Regions from separate parts of the Mus musculus genome. Here region 1 is linked to region 2. The links are chromatin contacts, called in public HiChIP or PLAC-seq maps. All regions are on one chromosome and are shown on one strand. Each heading gives the region's core, a stretch centred on a gene start, on an enhancer-like site or on the middle of the called end of the contact. The rest is flanking DNA. Distances are from core to core; before and after follow the strand shown. Region 1 has its middle 22 kb from the start of Tfeb. Region 2 has its middle 18 kb from the start of Taf8.

The links. HiChIP or PLAC-seq counts read pairs in DNA pulled down with a chosen protein or histone mark.
Region 1: a contact with region 2 is called in an HNF4G HiChIP or PLAC-seq map of pancreatic cancer cells. The contact joins two enhancer-like sites. A contact is called at or near these places in 1 of 115 datasets of contacts at active chromatin or transcription factors (pancreatic cancer cells) and 2 of 9 other capture datasets (adipose tissue and liver).

Annotation. Positions count from the first base shown.
Region 1 is chr17:47,761,756-47,765,347 of GRCm38.p6, forward strand. It overlaps a transcript of Tfeb not described here. Among named protein-coding and RNA genes, the nearest start is that of Tfeb, 22 kb to the right of the region's middle. Within about 2 kb of position 1,431, at least 163 of the 459 cell types and tissues checked have an H3K27ac peak or open chromatin away from gene starts, as enhancers often do. A contact at or near this core is called in pancreatic cancer cells, where this site is marked.
Region 2 is chr17:47,482,058-47,486,115 of GRCm38.p6, forward strand. It overlaps a transcript of Taf8 not described here. Among named protein-coding and RNA genes, the nearest start is that of Taf8, 18 kb to the right of the region's middle. Within about 2 kb of position 2,529, at least 124 of the 459 cell types and tissues checked have an H3K27ac peak or open chromatin away from gene starts, as enhancers often do. A contact at or near this core is called in pancreatic cancer cells, where this site is marked.

The sequences.
Region 1 (3,592 bases), core at 181-2,680, 280 kb after region 2:
CACAAACACACACACATAGACACATCCACATACAAATATGCACCTATGTACACACTCACACACAAACACATGCACACCTATATACACATATATACACATGTACACATCCACACACACATCTGTACACATACATCCACACAAATGCACACATACACATCTATCCATACATACACCTCTATACATCTGAACACACACACACACACACACCTATACACACACACACACAGATCCATATACACACATACACACACACACACACACCTATATACACACATACCTATATACACACACATCCATCCACACACATCCACTCACACACACATGGATTATGCATGTTCTACTGTGTGAGGCTGACAGGATGCCCGTGACTACTCTTGCTTGGCTAGGAAAATGGAGGCCTTTGCCCTTCGGAAAATGAGCGACCTGTCATCTATCTGTGTCTCAGGGGCAAAGGTTGTCACTGTGACTTTTATTTGTGACCTTTGGGGAGTGTGGGCTGCACATTTGTGTAATCTGTTGTGGAGCCTCAGAGGGAGCAAGGGCAGCAAGCTCCTGTCACCAGGTGCCTTCCCAGCTCAGGAGAACGGAAAGTGATCTCAGCAAAGGGCCGAAGCCTGAGGTACCACGTTGGCTTCCTCCCTTCCCCATGCCCACGGGAGCTTCACTCTCACTCCCTGCTCGAACCCTGCTTGTTCCTGGGGGACATGGCTGCCTTTTCCTGCAGTTTAATGCCCCTATCTGTGGAGCTTCAGCCTGCAGCCAAAGGAGGCATGGAGGCCCAGAGTGCAGGCACTGGCGATCCCTGCCCCAGAGGAAGTGGCCGGACGAAGTCCAGTCTGGGACACTGTGGTCAACACCTGATACCGTCTGAGTGATTTTCTGCCTTGAGACCTGCCAGGGAGAGGAGCAGGCAGCTGAACCTGCCCACGGCCTGCTTGGCATGCTGGCTACAGCCAGCTGGTGACTCATTCCCCCAGGGAGGATGCCCAGTACAGGCTATATGGCCAGAGGTCCGGGGTGCCTCAAAAAACCTGTGCAAGTGAAGCCCACACTGGGCAGGCTGTGGAGGGAGCAGAAAAGTCCCACATGTGGGGCCAGGCCACTCTCTTGTCCCTCTGCCCTCTCCGTCACTGGGACTACAATCCCAGGATACACTGTCTCTGTCATGCAAAATCCCTCACAAGAGAGCAGGCAACTAGCGGAGATTCAGGAGTCCCTCTTCCTAGTGGCCTGTTTGCCTTCTCCTCCCTGGACCAAGGCTAGGGAGTACTTGCCTATCCCTGTAGCCTTTTCTCCAGCCTGCTGCCCAGGAGGGGTGGGAGGCTCTCTTCGGGGAAATGAATTCTTGGCCGGAGCCCAGATGCTGGCCTGCCTAGCTTTGCTCCAGGGTGATGCTGGGTGTACACACAGCCCCATTGTGTGCCTGGGCCTCAGGCCTGCGTCATGGGCCTGGCACCAGCACTATCAACACCAGCACTGGCTCCCACAAGGGCCTGAGCCCTCAAGCTCTGGTGAGGGGGCAGGGGCGCTGGTGATTAGGAGAGACTTCTGTGGTGGGGCCAGGGGTGCGGAGTTGCTTGACTGCTGGTCCCCGAGTTCAGGCTGGACCCCCCAGCTCTTCACAGCCAAGCTTGGAAAAAGCAAGGCAAACTTCTTCCCGAGAAACAGCTTCGTCTGGGATCTGAAGGGAACCAGATACGTGAGGACATAGAGCCCCCATGTGCTCTGTAAAGCAAAGGGAATAGTAATCAAGGGTGGTATGGTTGGTGGGGGCAGCAAGCCTCCAAGGCTAGAAAGCAGGCTCTGCCTCAGTTTCCCTATGCCAGCTGTATTGTATATACCCTACCAATAAGGGAAAGTTGTACAGAGGTGAGCTGTGGCCAAGACTGGGCTTAGAATCTCTCTCTCGAGCTCTATAGGCTGGGCCTGAGCCCCCTTCCCAGGCCTAGTTCCACTGGCAAACAGGACATCCTGCCTCTGGATGCTTCTATTCTGAGAGTTTGGCTTGAGTCTCTGTAGCTCCTCAGGTTTCTAGCCTGAAGGGGGCCTCTGTAGCAAAGGAACCTGCCATGAGCCACCTGGCTCCCAGCAAGAAGGGTCCCACCCTGCCTTACACTCAAGCTGAAGGCCAAAGGGAGAGTCCCCAGACATGTCCCCTGTGGGGTCCCTGTTTTCACCTCCTTAGTTGTACCTAGTCCAGGAGCCCCAGTCCCCAGGCCCATCTTCCTAGCTGCCTTGCCCATCCTGGGCATGAGGCCCGGCATCTTCCTTCAGTACCTCAGCAAAGGGACAGGGAATTCCTTAAAGGTGCCTGTGAGACTGAGATGCCAGGATTGGCGCATGGGGACAGGTGGAGATGGTAGGAACTAGAAGGAGACGCCCAGGGTGGTGTCTGTCCCGGAGTCTCCCCCCGTGCTGCTCGGACGTACTGCTCCGTTTATACCTTTCCCAACACCCTGCCATTGTGTCCTCCCCTCATGACACAGCAGTGGATAAAACAAGCTCTCAATGCATGAGCATGGCAGGCGTGACCCAGAGGGTAGCATTGGGTACTGGAAGGATTGTGGGTGGTGCCGAGGAAGAGAAGCACCAGGAAAGGCCTTGGAAAGCTCACACACTAATCAGAAACCGGGGCAGGGGACTAGAAGTTCGGGTCAGCTGTTCTGAACACATGTTGCTCTTACAGAGGACCCAGGTTTGATTCCCGACACATGGTGGCTCGCAGCTATCTGTCTTTCCAGTTCTAGGGGACCCAACACTCTCTTCTGATCCCTGCAGGCTCTGGGCATGCACGTGGTACACATACATACATACATTCATGCATGCATGCATGGAAAAGACACACTCATGAAATAAAAAAAAAATTCAAACATTGGACAGAGACTTCTCAGTGCCTCAGCTTCTCAACATCTTCTTCTTCATTACCATCTTCTTCATCATCATCTTCTTCATCTTCTTCTTCTCCTCCTCCTTCTTCTTCTCCTCCCCTTCCTCCTCCTCCTCCTCCTCCTCCTCCTCCTCCTCCTCCTCCTCCTCTATTTATTTATTGAGTACACTGTCACTGTCTTCAGACACACCAGAAGAGGGCAATAGATTCCATTACAGATGGTGTGAGTCACCACGTGGCTGCTGGGAACTAAACTCAGGTCCTCTGGAAGAGCAGCCAGTATTCTTAACCTCTGAGCCATCTCTCCAGCCCCATCCTGGTCTTGAGAAGGTCCCATGAAGTAGCACACGAGAAAGCCCTTAAAAGCATCCCCAGCAAGTGGTGAAGGGATTCACACAGGAGTTAGGAGAAGGAGCAAGGACTATGCAGTCACAGCTACCTAGCCAGCCCAAGGCTGGGGACCACACGTAAAATACACAGTGTGTAAACCCGATGATCTGAGTCTAATTCCCCAGAACCCACAATGAGAGAAGTGACTCTTGAAAGTTGTTTTCTGACCTCCACACCCACTCTGTGACATGTGATGCACACACCCACACAACAAATTAAAAAAAACTGTATACATCCATCAGTCTATCTGTTATATCATCCATCATTTATAATTATTTGTCTCTCTCTATGTAGACTATGTCAATCTATCCACTC
Region 2 (4,058 bases), core at 1,279-3,778:
ATGGGAAGACACTGGTTCCTACCAGCAGACCAGCAAACGTTCCCTGGTCTCAGGCCACTGCATGGTGAAGAGGCAGGCACTCGCTCAGTGGGAGTGTGAACTGGCAGATTCAGGACTGGGTGACCTGCTTAGCAGACATGTGCAGCAAAGCAACACACACACACACACATATTAACTGATTGGACACACAAAAGAGCTGGGAGGAGGGGTGCTGTTGACAAAATGGCTCTGTGCTTAAGGAGAGCACTCGTTGCTCTTACAGAGGGGCCAGGATCAGCTCCCAGCACCCTCACGGTGGTTCACAAGCATCTGGAAGTCCAGTTCTCGGGGATCTGATACCCCCTCCTGACCTCTGTGGGTCCTACACACAGGTGGTGCACATATGTGCATACAAGCAAAGCACTCATACATAAAATGAAACAGATGGGTCCTCAAAATGGAAAAGGAACATGCAGAGCTTGCTCTCCCAGAAGATACAAGTTTCATTCCCAGCATCCACATCAGACAGTTTACGAACTGCCTGTAGCTCCAACTCCAGGGGATCTGGCGCCCTCTGCTGGCTTCAGTGGGTACCAGTCTCTCATGCATATACACCTCCACCTAATTCATTCTCTCTCTCTCTCTGTCTGTCTCTCTGTGTCTCTGTCTCTCTGTCTCTGTCCCTCTCTCTCTCTCTGTCTCTCTCTGTCTCTGTCTCTTCTCTCTCTCTCTCCAGAATGTCTCTAAGCAGCCCTTGCTATTCTGGAATTCCCTATGTAGACCAGGCTAGCCTTGAACTCACAGAGATCTGTCTGCCTCTGCCTCCCAAATGATGCCTGGCTAAAACTAAATCTTAAAAAAAAAAAAAAAAAAAAAAAAGACAGGGCCTGGTGATGATGCACATCTCACCTTAAGTCCTAGTAATTGAGAGGCAGAGACAGGCAGATCTCTGAGTTTGAGGCCAACCTGGTCTACAGAGAAAGTTCTATGACATCCAGGGCTACATCAAGAAACTCTGCCTTGAAAAACAAACAAACAACACCCCCCCCCCAAAGCAGAAGGTGTAAAGGCCCCGTCTGTCACCCAACAAGTCACAAGGATGAGCACAGAAAGAACCTCTGTCACAGGACTATAGAGCCTTGAATCAGAAATTCTTTATTGGGCTGGAGAGATGGCTCAGAGGTTAAGAGCACTGACTATTCTTCTGAAGGTCCTAAGTTCAAATCCACATGGTGGCTCACAACCATCTTTAAAGAGATCGGACGCCCTCTTCTGGTGTGTCTGAAGACAGCTACAGTGTACTTAGATATAATAATAAATAAATCTTAAAAAAAAAAAGAAATTCTTTATTATTCGCACAGAGGACACACTAACCACTAGGAGAAAATACTGTTTATACGGTATCTATCCCGCTATAAAAGGGTATATTTACATGTGTGTTTGGTACATAAAACCATACTGACTCATCAGGAGCTTCGGGGAAAGGCCAGAGAGCCTGGGGTGGGAGAGGGAGGTACGTGTTATATCTTCTTCTGTCTTCCAAGTTCTGTGCTGAATTCATACATCATCTGTTCACGAGTCAATAAAATAGCTTCTAACAAAGACGGAACAATGATGTAAGCAAATGGAGAGGACCTAAACCATAAACACCAGGAGGGGAAATTCCTTGCGCTTGTTTCCAGGGCTGGAAGCATCCATGACAAATCTGTACCTGTAGGCTTGGTTCCTCTCCCCAGACTGGCAGCTGGGGCTGTGCACGCTGATGGTCAGAGACTTAAGCACTCGCTTCTGGGTGACCCTGAGCGAAACAGAAGAATGATAAACCTGTCACCAGGAAAACTCAGAGGTGGCAATAAACGACAAGGCTCAGGCTCTTCTTGTTCCTACAAAGACACTGGGAAGAGCCTCCCTGCTCTGCCCTGGGCATGCCTCTGGGCTGGGGATGTCACATGTCACGCAGTGGTAGAGAGTGTGCCCAGCAGGGCACTGGGCCCTGGGGCATTTGGAGAGCCTGGGACCCTCAGGATAAAGGGGTGTGGTTCTTCCTAGCACCACATGGGAAGCCTCATCCACTCCAGCTGCCCTTTCCTGGGATCGTCCTGATTTACTGATGTGGAAGTGACAGAAATGCCCCAACCCACCCCCAGCCTGGTATAATCAGGTTTTACAAGGGCAAGGCCTCCTTACAACTGACTCTACACTGGCTCCACAGAGATGGGACAAGAGCCCCAGGCCCAAGGAGGCCTGGATCTCATGCCTCTCAGGCCAGCTCCAAGCTGCACTCTATTGCCCTCCCTTCCTCTCTCTGCTTACCCTCCCCTCCTCCCTCTGCCTCCCCTCCCCTCCTCCCTCTGCCTCCCCTCCCCTCCTCCCTCTGCTTACCCTCCTCTCCTCCCTCTGCCTACCTTCCCCTCCCCTCCTCCCTCTGCCTCCCCTCCCATCCTCCCTCTGCTTACCCTCCTCTTTCAAAGGCTCACTGGGCCAACCCCACCCACTGAGATCTCAGCAGAGGCCTCAGACCAGCCCCCTTCTTTCTCTTGGTCAGAGGAGGCAGAACAGGTTCCCTCTTGTTTACCCATCTCCCTGGTAACACAGGCCTCCACAGGAGGGTGTCCTCCAGGCTATCAGTAGGTTTCTGTTTCCTGCCTCTTCTTAGGTAGGGTACACTTTGGCTCTCTGGGGCTAGGGCCAGTCCGTCCCCCCCAGTTCCTGAATGGCTAGCTCTAGCTGCTCCACCCCTTCACCCCACCATAAATCCTAACTGGGAAATGCCACCCTCTGTGAGGAGTTGACTGACCTTGTTCCCAGCCCTGCCTATGGTCCTCTGCCTCCACATCTCCCTCTGAACAGCACCCCAAGCCCTTGCTGAACTGAGCCCACTTGACCCTCCCGTGCAAGTCTGCCTACAGTCTGGGGGCACACACGCTCCTGCCTCTGACAGAGAGTATGCTTGTTTGCTGTTCTCTTTCCACAAAGATGGCTGCACTTTGTGCTCTACTCAACTACAACGTTCTTCTTAGGCCATTTTTTTTTTTTAAAGGGCAGCTCCCACAATAATTCCTCCTGCCCTATTTTGTGACAAGTGCTGCCTTTATCTGCCCTGCCAGAACGGCACCAAACTCTGCCCCCACAAAGTGGCTGCTCATATGGCCTATATCAACAGGTCTCAAATCCCCTGTCAGAGATCCTGAAAGAAGCAGGGTGGGTGGAGGACAGGCCATTCGGTTCTCTGGCTGGCCCCTCCCCCAGCCTCTCCTCCCAAGCCCCAGTGCCTGCTTGGCTTCTGTGAAGGCTTTGGCCACTGCCTGCTCCCCAGGTTAGTAGCCCAAGCTTTGCACACTACCTACCCCTTATGGCTCTTAGTTTCCTTGTCCCATCCTTCAATTCTTTTCCTCCAGGTCTCTGATGGCACCACGGGACTGACATACCACGTGTGTTGTGGGCTGTCCACTGCCCCTCCATCCCCTACATACACACACACACACATACACACACACACACACACACACACACACACACACACACACAGACACACACACACACAGACACACTGTGGGCTGACACACACACACACACACACACACACACACACACACACACTGTAAGAGCTGGGGAAGCAGGGACCTAGGTCTACCCTGGTATTTGTCAGTGTCTGTATCCAAATGGTCTCCCTTAGAAAAAGCTCAACTGCTGTTTGAGTGACTGCAGAAGGGAAGGGTGGAATGGGGGACAGGCTGAAGGGCTGGAAGGAGAGGCACAGGACAACCAGGAGCCAAGTGAAGACTTTCTCCCTGCAGGGTAGAAGCCCCTTCTGGCACCCTCTACAGCCTACAACACTTTTAGTTTCATTTTGTGTAGTTTCCCACTAGAGTGAATTCCCTGGAGGTAGGAACTATGTATGTCTTGTTCAGCAGAGTATCATTAGAGTTGGCACCGTGCCAAGCGTTCAGCATACACAAGAGGCTCTGGACCTCTATCTGCTAAATAGCGCACAGGAGGATGAGTGACCTGCAAGACAAAGACCTGTCAGGGGACCTCATTGGCCAGGTTTGCACTGGAGACATTTGGACTAGGGGTGG